Regions from separate parts of the Sus scrofa genome. Here all the other regions are linked to region 1. Evidence: chromatin contacts called from public Hi-C, HiChIP or PLAC-seq and promoter capture Hi-C data. All regions are on one chromosome and are shown on one strand. Each heading gives the region's core, a stretch centred on a gene start, on an enhancer-like site or on the middle of the called end of the contact. The rest is flanking DNA. Distances are from core to core; before and after follow the strand shown.

Region 1 (4,657 bases), core at 2,100-4,599:
AAGCCACACTGTTTGCAGTAATTCGCTATGGCAGCTCTGGGAAACTAACATAGGGATGTTGCTTTGTTGTTCTTTTCTGTAGAACTAAGATACCACAGATTACTTTCTTTTTTGGGGCAGCACTCGAAGCATGCAGAAGTTCCCGGACCAGGGATCAAACCTGCCCCATAGCAGTGACCCTTAACCTGCTGAGCCACCAGGGAACTCTGTAGATTTCTAAACACACTGCAGTAGTAAAGATGCTTACCAAACTGGATGCAAGACGAAGCAGATGAGAGGTTCCTAAATTGTTGGAGTCCTCATATCTACTGCCTGCTTTAATGAACAAACCAATTCTTGATGCAGGAGCATAGTTTTCGAGAGATGCGATCACCAAACCATTTGGTAATCTGGTAAACTGTATTTAAAGATAAAGTAGGGATGTGATTAATGTCTTTATATTACCAAGGACAGTAAGGCACAGGTGGGCCAGTGAGCAACTCAGTGGGACTAACCTCAAGGTCCTGAGGCTGTAGAGGCACTCCTGCAGGGGCAGCGCTGGCCAAAGCTTTGGGGGCAACTTTGAGAGAATAAAATCTCTAAACACAAAAAAAGACAGGTTACCACATTTCTCAAAGAACAGTGCATTGTATCAGAGTGGGCCCAAGCAACAGAGGGTATTCAATGGTAAAAGAACTCCACGAGGGGACTTAGCCGATTAACTTGTTATGGATTGACTCATCCACCAGTTTCCCCATGCCATTCTAAAATATTTCTTTGTGATTTGTGGAAGCTGAAGGAATACTGAGTTCTCCATGTTTACTTCTTACTATGTAAAGAATCATTACTATTTTCTTGGTCTTTTTTTAGGGCTGCACCCACAGCATATGGAGGTTCCCAGGCTAGGGGTCGAATTGGAGTTACAGCTGCCAGCCTACACCACAGCCACATCCTGAACCCACTGATCAAGGTTGGGGATTGAACCTGGTTCTCAAGGATCATAGTCAGATTCGTTTCTGCTGTGCCATGACGGAACTATTGTTTTTGTTTTTGTTTTTTAAAAAAACCTTTTAACTATCTTATTAAGGCTTCAAGTGGTTCTTTCTAGCTCTAATACTTTGGAATTTTTTGGAAAAGTGTGGAATAGCACATTCATACCCTTTTAGACAGATTTTACCATGACTGCTTCTCTTATCTGCCCAAAGAGTTTCATCTTTTCGGCCTATTTTCCAATACGATTTCATTCCTTAATCATTTTAGGTAACCTTTAAAAAGGATAAAGTCTATAAAAGAAATTTTGTCTAAGCCCCCAATTTTTCCCATAGAATCTTCACTCTCTTCTGCGTTACACTAATACTATACAACCAAGGGTTTTATCTTCTTTGACTAATATACCATGAGATGAACAATAACTTCATCCATAGCAGATTCTCAATATACTATATGTACCCACTACAGTGGTATGTACAGTATTAAGGGTAAAAGGGTCCTCTTATATGTCAGATTATGGATCCAAAATGCTGAACTGCAATCAGGTTTTTTTGGCAAATGATACAAAATGCCTCATTTTGATGATGTGGAAGGGTCATAAGGTGACTACTAGAGATGCTGAGAGTTAATCCTCAGTACTCCCAGGATCAAACAAACATGCTACTAGATTTTTCTAAGGACCCCCCTCCTTCAGAGGCTGCAATGCCCCTCGGTGTTGTCCAGGGGGTGGAGGCTGTTGGTTGTGCATTCAGCATCAGTGCTGTATTAAGCTGGTTCCTAGTTTCATATAGTTAACCCTCCTAGTGATTTTACTGTTTTATTTTAAAAATTTTTTTAATTTTATTTTTTTTTTTTTTTTTTTTTTTGCTTTTTTAGGGCTGCACTTGTGGCATATCATATGGAGGTTCCCAGGCTAGGGAATCGGAGTTGTAGCTGCTGGCTTACGCTACAGCCACAGCAAGCTCAGTTCTGAGCTGTGTCTACTACCTACACCACAGCTCATAGCAACGCCAGATCCTTAAGCCACTGAGCAAGGCCAGGGATTGAACCTGTGTCCTCATGGATTCTAGTCAGATTCGTTTCCACTGAGCCACGATGGGAACTGAGTATTTTTTTCCTACTGGAAAGTGGAGATGGATGGAATGGAGGAGGAGCTTTGGAGATCTTTGCCCAGTCTAACTGGGTTTTCCTCTAATCACTGGTTTGTCTAGGGGTGTTAGGAAGGGTAAGACAATTGTAGACTAAATTAGGGCTATTTGTACAATTCATAGTTTATCTACTTAAACATTAAGTGCAGAGAAACTCCATTCCCTGGTCTTTTGCACCTCCTTCTATCAGGTTCCTAGGTTACCTTGCAAACCCAGGTAATTTTGGCATTTGGGACTGGACAATTCTTTGCCGTGGATGGCTTTAGGCACTGTAGGATGTTCAGGTGCAGAACTCCCCCACAAGTTGTTACAACCAAAAATGTCTCTAGATATTGCCAACTGTCTCCTAGGAACAAAGGCGGCTTTGCTGAGATTTTTCAATCTGAGAACAAGACCCCCCCCCCATAACTACCGTTCCACACATATAACACTGACACTTAGAGGAGATTTCCCCAGACAACAGCTATGCTTCACTCCGGCTTGGCTTGAATGAGCTTAAGCTCTTGAGGGCAGGCCAAGAACCCCTCCTGGATAAACTCTGACAAGAGATCAAGAAAAGCAGGAGACCACAGTAACAACTTCCAGGCACTGCGAAAAACGCTACAAAGACATTAGCTCATTTCTTCCTTAGGATCATACTCATAAGCCCATTGGAAAAGGTGATGCTCCGTGATACGCCAAGAAGCATACGCCGAGGCTGACGGGTAGGGACGGGGGGCCGAGGCTGACAGGTAGGTCTACGCCGGCCTCCTGCGTCCGAGGTCTGGCGGTCGCCTTCTCCAGCAAAGTGCACTAATGACCTTCAAAGGTCTCCCACGCCCAGTCGCTGCACCTCGGCTCTCAAACCCTCTCCCTCTCTTTCGGTTTTCCGGCATTGGGTCTCCGGTACTCAGACCACGAGCTGTCCTTCGGCCGCCCGACCCACCCAGCCTGCAGACCACTTGGCCGGCAGGGTTCAGCTGAAGGGCAGAACAGAGCCCAAGGCACCGGGACCCCAAACCAGGCACCTCCTGTCCGTATGACCTTGCTAACAAACTGCTCTCCCAACCCTGCCCCAAGCCCGCCGGCTGTGCTCACCGAGAAGGATCCGGCTCTGGTTATAAGCTTCATGGCTTAAGATTGCTCGGACCCGCGGTCACAACCGCCTTACAGGAGAGCAAGATGGTGGCGGAGGGCGGGAATGGCCCAACTCTCCCCGCGACACTCTTTCCCACGCCTACTGAGGGGCCTCTCTACACGACCCGCCTGCGCTCTACTGCTCCCCGGAGGAGGTTGGACCAGTCCAATTCCTCCAAGACGCAGGCTAGGGAGACACATAATTTCGTAAGGAAATATTCAGAAGGCAATTTAAATGACCACTTTTAGATTTCTCTTCCTGGCGCGGATATCCACTCTGTAGTCCTTTTCTACGTCTAGGACAGCCCATCCAGCACCCCCGCCACTTTGGATTCTCCCGATCTGGACTGTCCAATGAAAGAGCCCCTGCCCGGGGCTTTCCCCCCCGCGGCGACTGAGTTCCAGGACTTCCCACTGCCTGGTGGCCGTGGCCTTGGGAGCGGGTCTCCGTGGCTGCCCTGCAGCAAAGGCTTGGACGTAGAAACCTGGTGTGATCGCCTCTCGCTTGAAGTCCTCGCTAGATCATTAGCTCCATGAGAGCAGAGGCCTTACCCAGAGAATTCGCTGTTCTTACTTCCAGATCAGGTCCGGGGAGACTGAAATTTAGGAAATCCTCACAACTAAGGTCTCTACTCTCATGGAATTTATATTCTAGACTGGGATTACGTAGAAAATAAAAACTGAGCTATAGTTTTGTCTTAGATTAAAAATTTTGAATAGTAGTGGTGCGCTCGCGCGAGAGACTGGAACTGAAGGTTGCTTATTGGGAGTCGTGTGACTGGGGGGAAGCGAATTCAGTGCTTTCTTCAACGAGTAGTAACTTAGCCGTTGCCTGTGCCAGACACTATTCTAAAGAATAAGGCATGATCCCTGCCCTTCAGGGACTTAACAGTCTGGTACCCTGCCACTTTGCGTGGTTGGGAAACCAACATCAATATCATTTAGGAGTTTGTTTGAAATGCAGAATCTAGGTTCCATATAGAATCAAAATCTGCACCTTTGCAAGATCCCAAGTTGATTCATATGTGCATTAAAATTTCATAAGGGCTGGTACTGTAGATGTTACAAAGCATACACAAACTTAGGTCTTCTTTGGCTTGTGGGTGAATTGCTCCGCCTTATCTAACAGGAGATACCAGGCGACTTCTAATACCCGGTGGTGAAAATGTGATACACTTACACAGTGATGCATGTGATGATTTTAAGTTGGTACATAAATGAACATTGTTCTATTTTAATAGTTGTATATTTATTTTGAATATTATGGCAAGTAGTGCTGGTAATGAGTTTCTTCTTTTATGACATCAGTGAGTCTTAGAAACAATGCTAAATGTAAAAGCATTAAGTAACTATATTCAGTGTGATGCCTATTTTCTAGAGTTCACAAACAACAAAAACTAACCAGTACAGTAGGTGAACATGTA
Region 2 (4,587 bases), core at 1,371-3,870, 430 kb before region 1:
AAATGTTTTATATAAAAGAGTTTAAAAGTAGCAAAATGGGAGCTCCCATCCCTGCTCAGCGGAAATGAATCTGACTAGTATCCATGAGGACACAGGTTTGATCCCTGGCTTTCCTCAGTGGGTGAAGGATCAACATTGCAGTGAGCTGTGGTGTAGGTCACAGATACGGCTCGGATCTGGCGTTGCTGTGGCTGTGGTGTAGGCCAGGAGCTACAACTCCAATTTGACCCTTAGCCTGGGAACATCCATATGCCGAGGATACGGCCCTAAAAAGATAAATAAATAAATAAATAAATGTAGCAAAACGGGGGAACAATTAGGCTGAGCAGGTAGATGCACTAAATATGCATGAATTATTAAATGAAAACCCCAAAGCCTCCTTTTAGAATCAACTTCAGTTGTTATTCACTAACCAATTACAAAACCAAATAATAATATTGCTGAAGAGGCAACTGATGATTGCTTTTCAGCTATGACTCTACAAGAATGAGGGAGACCCCTCCAAAGCTAGGCTTTTAGCATTAAAAACTAATTTTCTTGTTCAAGGCAATTTTTGTTCAAGCTTTTTCAGGTGAGAGGGAAGTTTCCCCAAATAGTGTCCTTAAAAAGAACCTATAGGGTTCCCTGGTGGCCTCGGTTTTGTCACAGCTGTGGTTAGGTTGGATCCCAGGCCCCAGAACCTCCACGTGCTGAGGTGTGGCCAAGAAGAAAAAACGAAACAACCCACTAATACAAAAAGGCTGAGTTTATTGTTGTTATATTTGGGTTTGGGGGGGGATTGTATTGGGGTTTTCTTGCCGTGCCATTTTAAATCATCAGTAACTTTTATCTCCGGATCATTCTTGAATTTCATTGTTGTTATGTTTCTTGTTGATTTTTGAAGACTCTAAAAGAGCATTTCGATGCACTTTCCCATTTGATTTGGAGTCAAAAACAAGCTTCTGCCATGGAGGAAAAAGTCAGCACTTTCAATCTTGCAGATTAGAGACTAAAAAACTGTCTCTTAGCGATCAGAGACATGTTTCTGCCCCTTCAGCTTCCACAAATCACCATCCACAAATCCTAAATCCAATCATCTCTCTTTCCAAAGAGCTCTATCCATAGTGACTTTTAAATTAAGATAGTTGAGTTTGGAGTTCCTGCGGTGGCTCAGTTGTTAACGAATCTCATTAGCAACCATGAGGACACAGGTTTGATCCCTGGCCTCCCTCAGGGAGTTAAGTATCCAGCATTGCCATCAGCTGTGTAGATCGAAGCTACAGCTCCGATTTGACCCCCAGCCTGGGAACCTCCATATGCCATGGGTGCAGCCCTAAAAAGACAAAATAAATAAATAAATTTTTTAGAAAGCAAAGAAAAAAAAAAAAGATAGTTGGGTGTGATTATTTTCTTTCGGCTAGGGACTAATTTCTCTACCAGAATATTGACAATTAGAGCAGTACAGGCTAGACTAGCTAGACGCACAACCTAGCTTCTGTCTTAGCCTAGCAATAAAAAATTTATCAGTAACATTTTACCTTTTAGCATATTTGGCTTCAGAAGAAAAGAATTTATCAGTTTACCATTTCTGCTTTTATTACTTCTAACACCGTAAGTCCTTCTACGTTTATTAGTGCGCATTCTACTTTAAGAGACAGCACCGTTGTCTGTCAGCTGTGCATTACCGTTACATCAAGGCTGAGAACACTGACCTTCTGGTCTGTAACCCTATTTTAAAATGTCTGTGTTTTGTCTGCACAATGCTGGTGAAATCCACAACCTACCGGCAGTTATTTATTTTGCTATTGTCTTTGGAGACGAGTGTTCACTGCTCTGCTGGCCATCTAGTGCTTCGACTGCATTCTCTGCAGGTGTTAACATTATGACTCCAGAGTCCTGTGATCTGTGAATCTTTTTAAAAGTATGCAAAAATGCCTGCAATTTCTTTCTTTCTTTTTTTTTTAAGGCTAAGTTACCGTCAACTGCACCGGTTCCTGTTTGTCCCCAGATACTCAAGTGGGTTTGAGGCTCACCGTTTCAGGGGGAGTGAGTACAATCCTCAGCTGATTGTACTCAGATATCAAGGAGAAAATAGCTAACAGCCCTAAACTTTCGACCGACCCTCAATTTCTCTGCGTAGAGGAGACCAAATCTGGGCGTGAAAAGACCAGCAGAGGCCGGCGGGACAGCGGATCTCAGGATCCCGGAACCCTTCACGCCGCCTGCCAGCAACTGCCTTATGCTCCGAGGCCAGACTCCCGCCCCTCACGCCCACGCAGCCAGTCCACTGGCCAGCGCGCCCGACACCCACCACAGTGGCCGCTGAGGCCGCCACATCCACACCTGTGTAACGCGAATACGCCCAGTAGCTACTCAAAGCAGAGAGGGGCGGGACCTTCGGCCGCACCCCTTCCCCTTTTCCCGCCTTCTTTGTTTCCCCCGGAGTTCCCATTGGCTGCTTGCCCTTGAAACCCGGCGAACCGCGGGACTGCAGTGAGACGGGATTGGACGATGTCGCTGCCGCTCGGCCGACATCCCTCTCGCGATTGGCTGAGGCGCCGCCGGGGGTTTGAATCGCAGCCCAGATCGGGGAGGGTTCTGCCAAAGTGCCACGTTGGGCCGGGCTGCGGCGTGAGGAGCCGGCTCTGGGCGCCGGCCGGGGCGCTAGCGCCTGGGCGCTGGCCGTTGGGACTCTTTGAGCTGCGCGAGGCGAGTCGGAAAGCCGGTCCGAGGCTTGCGCTGCGAGCCGCCCCGCGGCGGCAGCGGCGGCTAGCTGTGGTCGGACTGCGCGGCAGAGCCAGGGCGGCGGCGCGTCCCGCCCGAGGGCGGCTCTGGCCGAGGGCGGAGGGGCCGGCGGAAAGCCCGGGGCAGCGGCTGAGGCGGGCCGGCGGCGGCGGGGGCCGCTGCCCCCGGAAGAGCCGGCCGAGATGCTGGCGGAAAACCTGGTGGAGGAGTTTGAGATGAAGGAGGACGAGCCGTGGTACGACCACCAGGACCTCCAGCAAGGTGAGGGCGCGGTCGCCTGGCAGGGCCTGGCCGGGGCGCTGCCGGCTCACGGCTTCTCCCGCCGCGAAACTTAAAAAGTTGCTTTTCCTCGGGGCCAACAGATGCCAAGTGCAGGGAAGGTCTGGCGCTCACCTGGTGTTGGGACTGTCGCGCCTGCCCATCCCGCCCCGGGGAACTGCGCTGCGCGGGACTCGGGCTTCTGCGCAGGTACCAATATCAGCATCACCATCATCACCCCTCCTGCTAGCTGGGCGCCAGGCACCGTTTGACGCGCTTTCCCCAGATTAACTGATTTAATCCCCATGGCATTACTCGGAGCAGAGAGGGGAGCCCTTGCTGGGCTCAGGGGCCCCTGCTGCCTCTCCGCCTCCGGGAGAAAACACAGTCGGTGCCAAGTGTGAGCTGCTGCAGGTGGCAGGAACCTTGTCTAGCCCTTTTCACACATTCGATGGGCACCATAACTCCGCGAGAGAGTAACTTGTGTTATCCCCATTTTCCAGATGGGCAAAGCGGAGACTAACGCTGCCAAGTGCCTTCCTCCAGATTAAGTGGGGGAGAACGTATTTATGAAGCCACACACTCAGACTGGGGAGTCGTCGTAGCCTCTGCCCAAACCTTATCTCTTCACCACCTGTTTTACGGCTTTTTCAGTTGCGGGAAAATTTTTGCTTGTGTTCACCAGATGCAAGGGACATGACTTGAGGGCACTTCAGCGGTATTCCCCTTCCTTCAATTTGCACCCTTGCTTTCTAGTTAAAAACAGGTGTTCGTTTAAAACAGGCCCTAGCCTGTCTTGGATTTCTTGTCTCCAGAGAGACACCTTAGAGGGGCCTTCACTTTGGAGCCAATGCCAGTTTTTTGCCTCTTAATAGCAGGGACTTGCAACTGGGGAAGCTGTTGGTGTGCCAGACGCTAACAGGCCCCTTCACACAGGTGCTCGCTCATTTCGTAGGGCAGTGCTATGGCAAAGAAGTACTGAGTACTGCTGTTGGGGGAGCTAGGGTTCCACTCCAAACTCCAAAGTAAACTTTCTCAGCCCTCATCCTGGATGCTGAATACTCCTCAGGAGTTGTGGGTTTTTTGTTTTTTGTTTTTTTGTTTTTTTCTCCAGGCCTCTTCTGTTTCAGCAATGCTGTGCACATCAGCTTTTTCAGCTCTAAACTGGCACAAAAAATTAACACCTCATGTAGTTGACTATTAAATGACCGTGATTGTTTGTTCATGCTAACCATTGAACTTGGGGGCTGGGGAATATGGGCTTAAATGACTCATACTTAGAAAAGGAACATAAGGAGCTCTTTGGGAGGGGGGAGATAATTTCTTACATCAGTATGGAGTGGACAGTCGCAGGAGTTCACCGTTATGCTTATATAGTCGAAGCTCTTCAGTGGCTGCAGTGCATGCCGTATTTGCCATCATATTCACAAGGTCCACAAGGCACATTTGTCTTACATTTTAACCTGTTTTCAGAATTCCCCCTAAGGGTTGATGGCCTAGTTTGATACTTTCTCCAGGATTTATGAGGCAACCACTGTGCACTTGCAGCATTCCCCTATAATACATTCCGCAGTTCATCCTGTAATCAAAGCTAAGTATTTTTTT
Region 3 (4,584 bases), core at 569-3,068, 510 kb before region 1:
TGTTGGAAATGACATTTCTATTTATTATTTTACACCATTATCCATGTTCCTTATGGATATGGGACATTTTGGTTAACTACAGTGTCAGTATAGCCCAACTCTAAAAATGACTAATTACTCTATAGCCAAGAATGTGGTTTTACAAGTTAAGATCACCTACTAACTTTAAGGACACTCCGAACAATATCATAGGAGTGATTACCTAACAAAGTACAAGAGCTGTGGGATTACAAAAGAAGAAGAAAAAAAAAGTATGTTTTCCTTTAAAAATAGAAAAAGAGCCACCATAAATATTTAATAAATAAAAACTAGATACTATTTTTCTGAATGAATTGCTCTGTCTCCTAAGATCATTCTCTAGTTTCATGAAAACACATCAAAACAACCTGGGTGTTGCTCTCTGAACACCTGGTATATTAAGAAAAGTAACACAGGAAAACGAGAAAGCTATGAAAATGATGAGACACAAGATGGAATAATTAGCTACTGCTCTCTGAGAAGCCAACATGTACTATAAATGTTGGCTATGATATGCCAACACTCTGGCAGAGTTCAAAAGCCTCTTTTCAATGAATGAAATGTTAACCGCAAACGACATTATGGTCAGATAGGACCTCCACAGGCTTCAGTGGCACAAACCTAAGCTAATGAAGACTACCCAGCCGGCCACATCGCATCATTCCACGATCCAGAACCATAACTCATTAAAAAAAAACAAAAAACAAAAACACTCTTGCCCAGTTCTCTTTTAACAAAACCCTTCTAGTAAATGCTCGCACCATCTTCGTTCCTATCGCATCTCGCCAGTCAGACACCAACACCCAAGTTTAAAGGAGATCTCCCTTAGGGAAGGTTCCATAGGACAAGAGTGACGACGACCTGTCAAACGCATTTTTTTAAAGGCAGAGGGAAAATGTCACCCGAAGGAGCCAGAGAGTTAAATGGCTCACGACGCACGGTTACATTTCTTTATGACCCTTTGTACGTTCAGAGATTCAACCAGACAAAAAGAGGGACCGGCTTTTCGGTTGGATTCTCAGGGGTAATGAAGGCCGTCCGGGGTAATGGGTTTGATCCGGTTATTTAGATCTCAGGCCCCGGTGCCAGGTGGGTCCCCGTCACCACGCGCTGGCCCGAAAGTTCCTCGGTCCCGCTCCGGGGAGCCGACGCCGAGGTGGCCGAGCGCCTGCAATCACTGCCCGGGACCCGGGAACAATGTGGGGTTCCGGGGCGCCCATGCCTGGGCGGGGGAGGGACCCGGGAGGCCGTCGTCCGCCGCGCCGCGGAACAAAAGGCACCGCTGGGCCTGGACCCGGCGTCCGGCGGGGAAGACGCGGGGGAAACTTTGTGGGGCGCTGGGGCGAGGCCCGGGGGCCCCTTCGCCACGACGCCCGGCACAATAGCCCGGCCGAGCGCGGGAAGGCCGGCCGCCACGCCCCCGCCCCGCCGGGCCCGGGTTCGGCCGCGTACCTGGTGGTTGTCCTTCCTGCCACCCGCGGCCGCCGCCGGCCCGCCCGGGCCGCTCGTCATGTTCACGTACAGGGAGCGGGTGAGAGGGCTCCGCAGCGTCCACATCCTCCTCGCCAGCCACACGGACGCCAGGCTCAGGCACAGCCAGCCCACGAACAGTCTCATCGGGGGCCGCGGCCGCTCGCTCCGATCACCGCCGGCGCCGGGGCGAGGAGGACGTGCCGCCGCCTCCAGCCGCAGCTGCCGCTGCCCGGGCTCGAGCCATCGCGCCCAACTTGCCCATCCAGCCCCTTTTAGGGCCGAGGCGGGGGGCGGGGGTGGGGAAGAGCGGGCGGTGCGCAGCCTTCTCGCCTCCCCCTTCCTCTCCGCCCGCGGAACGCCGCCGCCGCGGGCGCCAGTTTCCACACGGACCACGTACGCGCTGCTGCGGCGCGCCCCCTCCGGAGCACGCTCCCTCCGCCCCATGGGCTGTCCGCCCGGGAGGCGGGACAAAGGGAGCGCGCTCCCGCCTCCCGTCTGGTGTCGGCTTGTAATGGCGGAAACGGTTTTAATATGTTTAGGCCAGGGGAGATCGTTTCCAAAGGCGGTAACTGAGGCCTCCCCATCCCTCCAAGGTAGTGTCCGTAGTTCTTCTGGCCTTTCCTCCCCTGAGTCTTTGCTCTGAGCCCCTCATCCAGCCCCCTGCGGGTCTTTCACCTGGTTGTGCAGATTGACCCAGGCGGCGAGCCTCCTCCCTTTCGTATATTCAGACACTCGGACCAAGTATTCGCCAGAGACGGAGACTGTCAGTTCGTAACTATTTCTGGCTCAGTTGCGTGGCTTCCTATTTACATTTAGAGCCGACCAGCCAGGCCCCCACCCCCAGGATCTCCACCCTGCCAAGCGAATGGGCATCTAGAGGGGAAGGGCTACCTCCAACCCTTCACCACCTCCCCGCCCAGTCCCCCAGGCCTGGCAAGTTGCTGGCTACTGTTCCTAAGAGGCATCAGCGAAAGCTCTGCCTTTGTTGGAAGTTCCTGCAGCTGGGACACCTGCACGTAATATTTTGGTGTGTTAATGACTCTGTCCAAGAACGAAGACCCCAAATTAAGAGTCCCTGGATGCTTGTTTCCTTGAACTAACGGAAGTCAGACCCAACACTCCTTAAAGCCAGCTAAGCTTTAGGAGCAATATTTACCCAGATGTTTCTTTGATCATTTATAGCACGGGAAGACCTAGCAACGTTTCAAAACTGAAGGGTTACACTGTGTTCCTGTGTCTGAAGTTCTTCCTGCTGCCACCTAAGCTACAAGTGAGTGACCTATTTCATGGGCCCTCTCGCTTTAACACCTTTCTAGGTTCGTTTAGAAAATGCTTTTAATTTAACTGCACTAGAAATCATGTAAATACACTTTATCTTCGTTCAAACAAAAGCAATAGACCTTTCTGGTAACTCCATTAGTGAACTTCAGAGATTGTCTTTTAACAGTGGCTGTGGTGATCCACTGATGAGGGAAAAAACTGTCCCTTACCCACAGACATTTTTATTGGCTTCTGAGACTCAGCTTGGCACCTTTGGCTAAAAGGGACATCTTGTTGCCTAACAAGCAAACCAAAAAAAAAAAAAAAAAAAAGGGCAGGCCAGGGAAAGGGGGAGGGTGCTTTGTATTCTCTTTGCAGCATACTCCCTGACTGCTTCCTGCCAAACCCCAAGAGCCTGCACCTTACTAAATCTAGTTCAAACCCCTAGTGGTCCTGGCCCAAATCATCAAAAAGGAACTATAGGAGCAAGCCCAGATAGTTCAGTTTGTTTACCGTGTCACCTCTCTCCACTGTCTCTTGGGATCAATGTCACAGTCAAAGCAGCTCTGTGCCAAAGAAAGCCTTCATCTTTTTAGAGGGAGGGCCCTGGGAGGAGGTAAAAGCAGCATGCCTATATAAAAGAACATATTTCTGTGGACAAAGGAGATCAAAAGATAAGCCCCCTAACTGTACAGTAAGCCTGATGAGCTGCAGCTCAGAGACTGCACAATGCATCAGATGAACAAGAAGCAACTAGATGGCTGCTGTCCTCTCCAGGACTGGGGGGGGGGGGTCAGTTGACTGCCACCAAGCCTAGCATCTCAAAGGAGCAGGTGTTCACTTTCGACCTGAGCAGCTGGTCTGGAAAAGTAAATCACACACATTTAAAATGCTTTATAATAACCCCCAGATCCTCGAGAAGAAGTCATTTACCCTTAGCAAGCACAGGAGGAAACCAAAGCACAGCGTGATCAAATGATTTGCGTAAAGGGAGCAAAGCAAAGTCAATAGCAGACCTTTTCATAGAACCTGGTATCCCAGCTCACGGTCCTTCGATCCATGTAAGAAGCCTTGCTGTCTGTCTCTTCTCAGAGAGCCTCCTGAATTACAAATGAGGAGGAAGGAAAACAGCAAGAGTAAATATACTAAGCAGAAGTTCACATTGCCCTCAGGGACTGCCCCTTCCTTCATCTGCTAGAATGTCACTACTGTATATTAAAACTTCAGTTATCCATCATGGAGAGGGGGAAAGGCGCAGATAACACGAAAGGCCAAAGAGGAGCCGGTATTCTTTCTAACGTGGCTTTGAAATGCAATGATATTCAAAAGACACATAAATGACACCCTCTGTGCTGGGCTCTTTACTGCCCTCCTGACAAGGGCTCAGGTATCTAGCTTGGGTCACAGCTTTGTGCCCAGGCCCCAAATCTTGACTGGATCACTTTCCTATCTAGAACTCGGAGTGGGGCGCTTTTTGTTGTAATTGTTCTTATCGGCTACCAGCGATGGCATTTTTTATGTTCTCTTTTCAATGACGAAGAGAACCTGTAGGAAGAGAGAGCTAGATCTGTAGAGGACACCGAATGTGTCTATGTGGCTCGTTGTCATCTCTTTGAAGTGATAATGGTCTAAGAAGAACTCATATAAGCACATGTTTTCATGGACTTAGGAAGCATAAAGCATGGACTTTATGCTTCTTAATATTTTGTGGCGTGTCAAAGAAAGGTCCACGTGACGCTGGAAACATGTTACCAGAATCCGGGTTCTTGTTCACGGAGCCGAAGAATGACCTTCGCAAACACACAGGCAGCACTCAAGCAAAGTCTTTCTCAC
Region 4 (5,121 bases), core at 2,552-5,051, 350 kb before region 1:
AGGGAGCCACCACAGGACTGTGAGTGGAGGGAGACGGCAGAGGGAAGCAGGCTACTCAACAGCCAGGGATTAGGAGACTGGTTGAAAAGCACAAGCCCCCAGATCAGCAGTTTTTGGCAGCCTGCTACTAGCCGGACAGCCCAAGACCCTGAGGCACCTGCCCAGGCTGCCAAGGACCATAAATGTAGGAGAAGGACCTGCCTTCTTCACAGCTGGCTCTGTGGACAACTGAAAGACTGGGGACTCCCAGGTGAGCCAAGGACCAGCCCATAGGTACGAAGAGGGTGTGGCCTAGGAGGATCCTAAGACACAGTCTTTCCTGAGAGACTGGCTTTCTCAGCTCTCTCTCTACTGGCCTCTCCTCAGTCCAGGGGGAGCTCAGGGAGGAGGGTGCGCCTCCTCCTCCTGATAAAACATCTGAATAGGTGAACACAGCGGCCATCACCTCCCTTCACCCTCCCAGCCAACATCATCCAACTCAGGGGCTTGCAAACTTTTCAGCCTAAGACCCAGGTAAGGAAATCCATTTCAGGAGTTCCCGCTGTGGTGCAGTGGGTTAAGGTTCTGACTGTTGTCTCTATGACAGCGCAGGCTGGGTCCCTGGCCTGGCACAGTGGGTTAAGGATCAAGGTGAAATTCCATATGCCACAGGTGGGGCCAAAAAAAGGAAAAAGAAAAGATCCATTTCATATAAATGACCTAGAGCACAATTACCTAACTAAAACAAAATTTCAAATAGCCATCAATTATCGCTTTTGTACCTAATGCCATGATTTTTTTTTCTTTTCTTTTTTTCAGGGCCACATCTGCAGCATATGGAAGTTCCTGGGCTAGGGGTCAAACCAGGGCCACAGCTGCCTGGCTTAGGCCATAGCCACAGCAATGCCAGAAATCGAGCCACATCTGTGACCTATCCCACAGCTGACGACAACACGGGATCCTTAACCCACTGAGCAAGGCCAGGAATCGAACCCACACCGTCATGGATCCTACGTCGGGTTCTTAATCCGCTGAGCCACAACAGGAACTCTGAAGCGATGGTTTTTACCCTCAGTCATTAAAATTAAAAATACCGGTTACAATCCCTCTAAGTTGATTTCACATGCCACTAATAAATCTGGAACTGCAATTTAAAAAGTACTGCTCCAACTAGTCTTTCCTGCCTCCAATCCTCCCAGAAACAGCCAGAGTCGTCTTGCAGAAAAAGCAATCACATCATTTCTCTACTCAAAGCCCTTCAACTATCACATAGAATAAAATCCAAATTCCTTTCCGTGGCCTCAAGGTCTCATGTGAGGCTAAGCCCAAGTCTGCCCCAGGACCTTTGCACCTCGTCTATTTTCCTCCTTTCAAGGCTGACCTCTTTTCATTAGATACCATCACCCAGCCCCTCCAGGAGCAGAGAGGTTCTCCGACTATCCACCTTAAACAGCACCTCCGCCCTGTAACTGTTTCCAGTCACGACCACATTCAGGTTCTTATCACCATCTGGAAAAACCTAGTCTATTTGCTTCTGAGTTGTCTATCTTCTGCATTAGAATGTAAGCTCCATGACAGCCTCTCAGGGCTTCAACCACAAAAGTTGAAGCTGAGTTGATAGAGGGATTACTATCTTTTTAAAAAAATTCATGCTGATCTCCCAATATGTAGAACAGGACCTGGCATAAAATTATCACTCAATACAGTACACAAAACGCATACGTCAGGCAGCTACAGACCCTGTACCCAGTGAGTCTAGCTCAGCCCCACTGAGAGACTAGTGGCCTCATGGCTTGGGTCTCCTGGACACATGAGGATAGGGGTGTAGCCTGTCCTCCCAGGCCACCACAAGCTAAGCTTCCCTAGCAGGAGTGAGTGAACCCCTGGGCCTCCACAGGGTGACTTGTGGCCACAAGGGGACACTGTGGCTGTGGCTCCATGGTGCTGGGCACAGAAAACAGACCCCATCAGGGGTTTTGCTCGACAAATGGAAAGGGGACAAGAATGCCAGGTGAGCTAAGGAGGTGTTCAGAGCAGAGGAGCAGCCTGAAGGCCCCAGCCAGCTGCATCCATCTATGCTGTCCACCAAACTGAAAAGCAGAGGGGACTGCAAATAATCTCCAGCTCCTAGAGGGAGTGAGATAGGGTGAGGACAAGATGCTTCGGAGTTAAGGGGAAAGGCCCCTGGGCAAATAGTCTCAAGGTCCGGGTTCTTATTGGCTGTGTGCCCCTCCACACGTTCCCCCCCTCTTTGGGTCATCCCTTTCCACTTCCATTCAAGGGAAGGATAGCCTAGGGGCTAGAAGAATTACCTCTTAAAACTAGAGTCAGACCCTCCCTTCTCCAAGAACTTAAAATACATATTCCCATTTCTCTGCTCAATAGCCCTTTAAATCAAGATTTACCATCTCCAATTAAGAAAGCAGAAAACAAAGTTCAGAGTGTTAACTTACCCCAGGGTCACAGTGCTGGAGAACGGCAGAGCTAGGACACAAACCTAGGTCTAGCTGATGGCAAAAGATCCTTATTCTGGTTCTTAACTACTATGCTGCAGGCATCTTTAACAAAAAGCAGGATAGTACGGTGGGTAAGAGCATGGACTCTGAGGCAGAACTCTGTAAGTTCAAATCCCAGGTCTGCTGCTCGCTACCCTTGTCCCACCTGGAGCTGTTTGATCTTAGGACTGCTCGTTATTTTCATCCCTAAAATGGGGATAACAAAAGTACCGACCTCAGAGGACTGTGGTGAGGGTTAAATAAGGTATAAATGTAAGCCAAGGACAGGTTTGTTACAACTTGGCACATTTTCTTCCAATATAAAAGGGTAGGAGATCTAGCCAGGAATCAAAATGCTGTAAGCTGGGGCTTCTCCCGCCTTACCCTACTTAGTCCTCACCACAACCCTATGAGGTGGGGAATTCTGTTATCCCCATTTCACAGATAAAGAAATTGTGAAGCTTGCTAAGAGCTCTTTCTGCCCCCAAGCCCCAACGATTCTAAAGCTAACACAACAGAGCGACCTTGTTTATTTATTTACTGGTTTACTTGACGTGCTTACTGACACCTCTTCCGACCAAATGGTCAGGGCTGTATCAGCCGCCCGTAGTTGGTTTTCAATTAGCCCTGAGTGGTGGCTGGAATAAATGAATGAAGAAATCCGGGCCTGGCCGCGCGGAGGCTGCTCTGGTTCAGCAGCCAGGAGAGGGCCTGGGTATCCTCCCCCTGCCCATCAGGGCGGGCCGCCGGCCCCGAGCCACACTGTCCAATGGGTTTCGCCTCCCTCGCGGGTGGTCAGGCCCCCTTCTCACGCCCACCACGCAGCCATCGCTACGAGCCGCCACGCCGGCAGGTCACCGGCTGCCTTCGGACAGGTGCTCCCATAAGGAGGCCCGCCTGAGCCGGGCGGGGCAAGGCGGCTGGCCCCTGAGTCACCGCCGGCAGCCTCGGCCGCGGCCTCACCAACCACCGGGCCCAGCCGAGGTCGAAGCCCGCGGCCGGCCCAGGTCGACTGAGGCAGGTTGCCCGTCCTTCCCCCACCGAGTCCCGAGCGGCCCCCGGCCTCTGGGCACCGCGCGGCGCGGGCCTCCCGGCCTACTCCGCAGCCCAGCCCAGGCCCACCTCCTGAGTGCGGCCCGGCTCCAGCCCGGGCAGGCGCAGCCCACTCGGCACTCACCTCTCCGCGGGGCCCGCAGGCGGGCGGCTGCAACGGCCCAGGTACCCGCGGGCTGCAGAGGCGGCGGCGGCCCGGCTCTTCTCTCAGGCAGCGGCCATGTTGCCGGTGGAGAAACTCGGGCGGACACGTGGGGGGAGCAGGGCCAGCCCTCGCGCTTCCTTTTACCCACAATGCCCCGCCCCGGCGCACGCGGACCCGCCCCCCTCCGCCGCTCCATTCATGAGGTGAGCCAGCCCTTCCCGGCAGCAGGGGGCGCTGATGCTGGCGCAAAACAGCTGCAAACCGTCAAAAGATTGACCTTGGCAGCGGTGGGATTCGAACCCACGCCCCCGAAGAGACTGGAGCCTTAATCCAGCGCCTTAGACCGCTCGGCCACGCTACCCGGTTATGCAAAGTGCCTTCCAGAAAACTACTTCATACGTTTATGTGCATTTGCGTGTACGTTTCTTCTTCCGCTTAAGTGCTTTACTTCATCTTAATAGAACTATTTAGAATATACCAGGTACAGAAAATAAAATATTTCCTCTAATATTTAGACCAGTCTTGTTCCGAACCGATCTTAGAATGAAAAGCAGTTTAAGAATCTGTATTCTTAGTGGGCATTAAACCCGGAGACCCTAAATTAACCCACACGGAAGACATCATGGACTTCAGCAGTAACCTGCGCCAGGGGCTCCAAAAGCCAAACCAGGGGGATTTTCGAGTGGGCCGTTTTCTCTAAAAGCTCAGGTGTTTTCATTTTTAGTTACACAAGTTTTATGTGGGTTATTGCAAAATATTAAAATTTTTCAGACGAAGTACCAATGTTCTTTTACCTTTGTCCCCCATTGAAGTCCCTCCACTTAGTACACTGTGTATCCTTCTGGATCTTTTGCTGTGAATTTATATGGATATATACGGATATATTCATATGGATAGATATATCCATGGAGAGTGTTTCGTTTTTATCATTGTGGATTTTTACATGAATATAAATATTATTATACTATGATTATCTGCAGCTGACTTTTTTCACCCCACTATGTTTCTTAAATATCTATCCAGGTTGATACATATATAGATATTTAAAAATACAGAAAAAGCGCAAAGAAAAAACAATTATCCATACACCCACCACCTAACGTTGTGGCATTTCACTTTCAATTTTTTTCCTATGTATACTTTTTTCCCTACCTATATGCTTTTGTTATTAAAAGTACGAATATGTTGTCCTTTAAAAAATCCATTAAAAATATTAGACCATTACAAATAAAAATGGACTATTACAAATAAAAATAAAAGCCTCTTCCCAAATGTCATGAATTTGATGCGTATCCTTCCAGTCCACTTCTCATACTTTTCTATCCACCTGTCCACCCCTGTGTACATATACCCAGGAACAATATATACTATGATTTTTTGCTTTTCATTTATGTAAACCTTACTATATTGTACTTATATCATTCTGCCACTTGCTTTTCTACTCTAGTT

Evidence for each region. Promoter capture Hi-C pulls out the DNA fragments that hold promoters and counts their contacts. A called contact is a pair of places that touch in the nucleus more often than the background predicts. HiChIP or PLAC-seq counts read pairs in DNA pulled down with a chosen protein or histone mark.
Region 2: a contact with region 1 is called in an H3K27ac HiChIP or PLAC-seq map of alveolar macrophages. The contact joins the promoter of CDR2 here to the promoter of LOC100524613 in region 1. A contact is called at or near these places in 2 of 47 Hi-C or Micro-C datasets (heart right ventricle and skeletal muscle) and 1 of 2 datasets of contacts at active chromatin or transcription factors (alveolar macrophages).
Region 3: a promoter capture Hi-C map of liver shows a contact between it and region 1, with 6 times the contacts expected there. The contact joins the promoter of METTL9 here to the promoter of LOC100524613 in region 1. A contact is called at or near these places in 2 of 5 promoter capture datasets (fetal liver and liver), 2 of 47 Hi-C or Micro-C datasets (both in skeletal muscle) and 1 of 2 datasets of contacts at active chromatin or transcription factors (skeletal muscle).
Region 4: a contact with region 1 is called in a Hi-C map of skeletal muscle, with 3 times the contacts expected there. The contact joins the promoter of POLR3E here to the promoter of LOC100524613 in region 1. A contact is called at or near these places in 1 of 5 promoter capture datasets (fetal liver), 2 of 47 Hi-C or Micro-C datasets (heart right ventricle and skeletal muscle) and 2 of 2 datasets of contacts at active chromatin or transcription factors (alveolar macrophages and skeletal muscle).

The regions. Positions count from the first base shown.
Region 1 is chr3:24,225,482-24,230,138 of Sscrofa11.1, forward strand. It overlaps LOC100524613 (cytochrome b-c1 complex subunit 2, mitochondrial), which reads right to left and starts at 3,350. Exons shown (of 14, transcript XR_002342381.1): 1 at 3,195-3,350; 2 at 495-578; 3 at 248-397.
Region 2 is chr3:23,794,183-23,798,769 of Sscrofa11.1, forward strand. CDR2 (cerebellar degeneration-related protein 2) reads left to right here and starts at 2,621. Exons shown (of 5, transcript XM_021086479.1): 1 at 2,621-2,985. The coding sequence starts at 2,907.
Region 3 is chr3:23,718,335-23,722,918 of Sscrofa11.1, forward strand. METTL9 (methyltransferase like 9) reads right to left here and starts at 1,819. Exons shown (of 5, transcript NM_001243367.1): 1 at 1,471-1,819. The coding sequence starts at 1,635.
Region 4 is chr3:23,876,830-23,881,950 of Sscrofa11.1, forward strand. POLR3E (DNA-directed RNA polymerase III subunit RPC5) reads right to left here and starts at 3,802. Exons shown (of 21, transcript XM_021086481.1): 1 at 3,652-3,802. It overlaps TRNAL-AAG (a tRNA gene), which reads right to left and starts at 4,033; the gene lies at 3,952-4,033.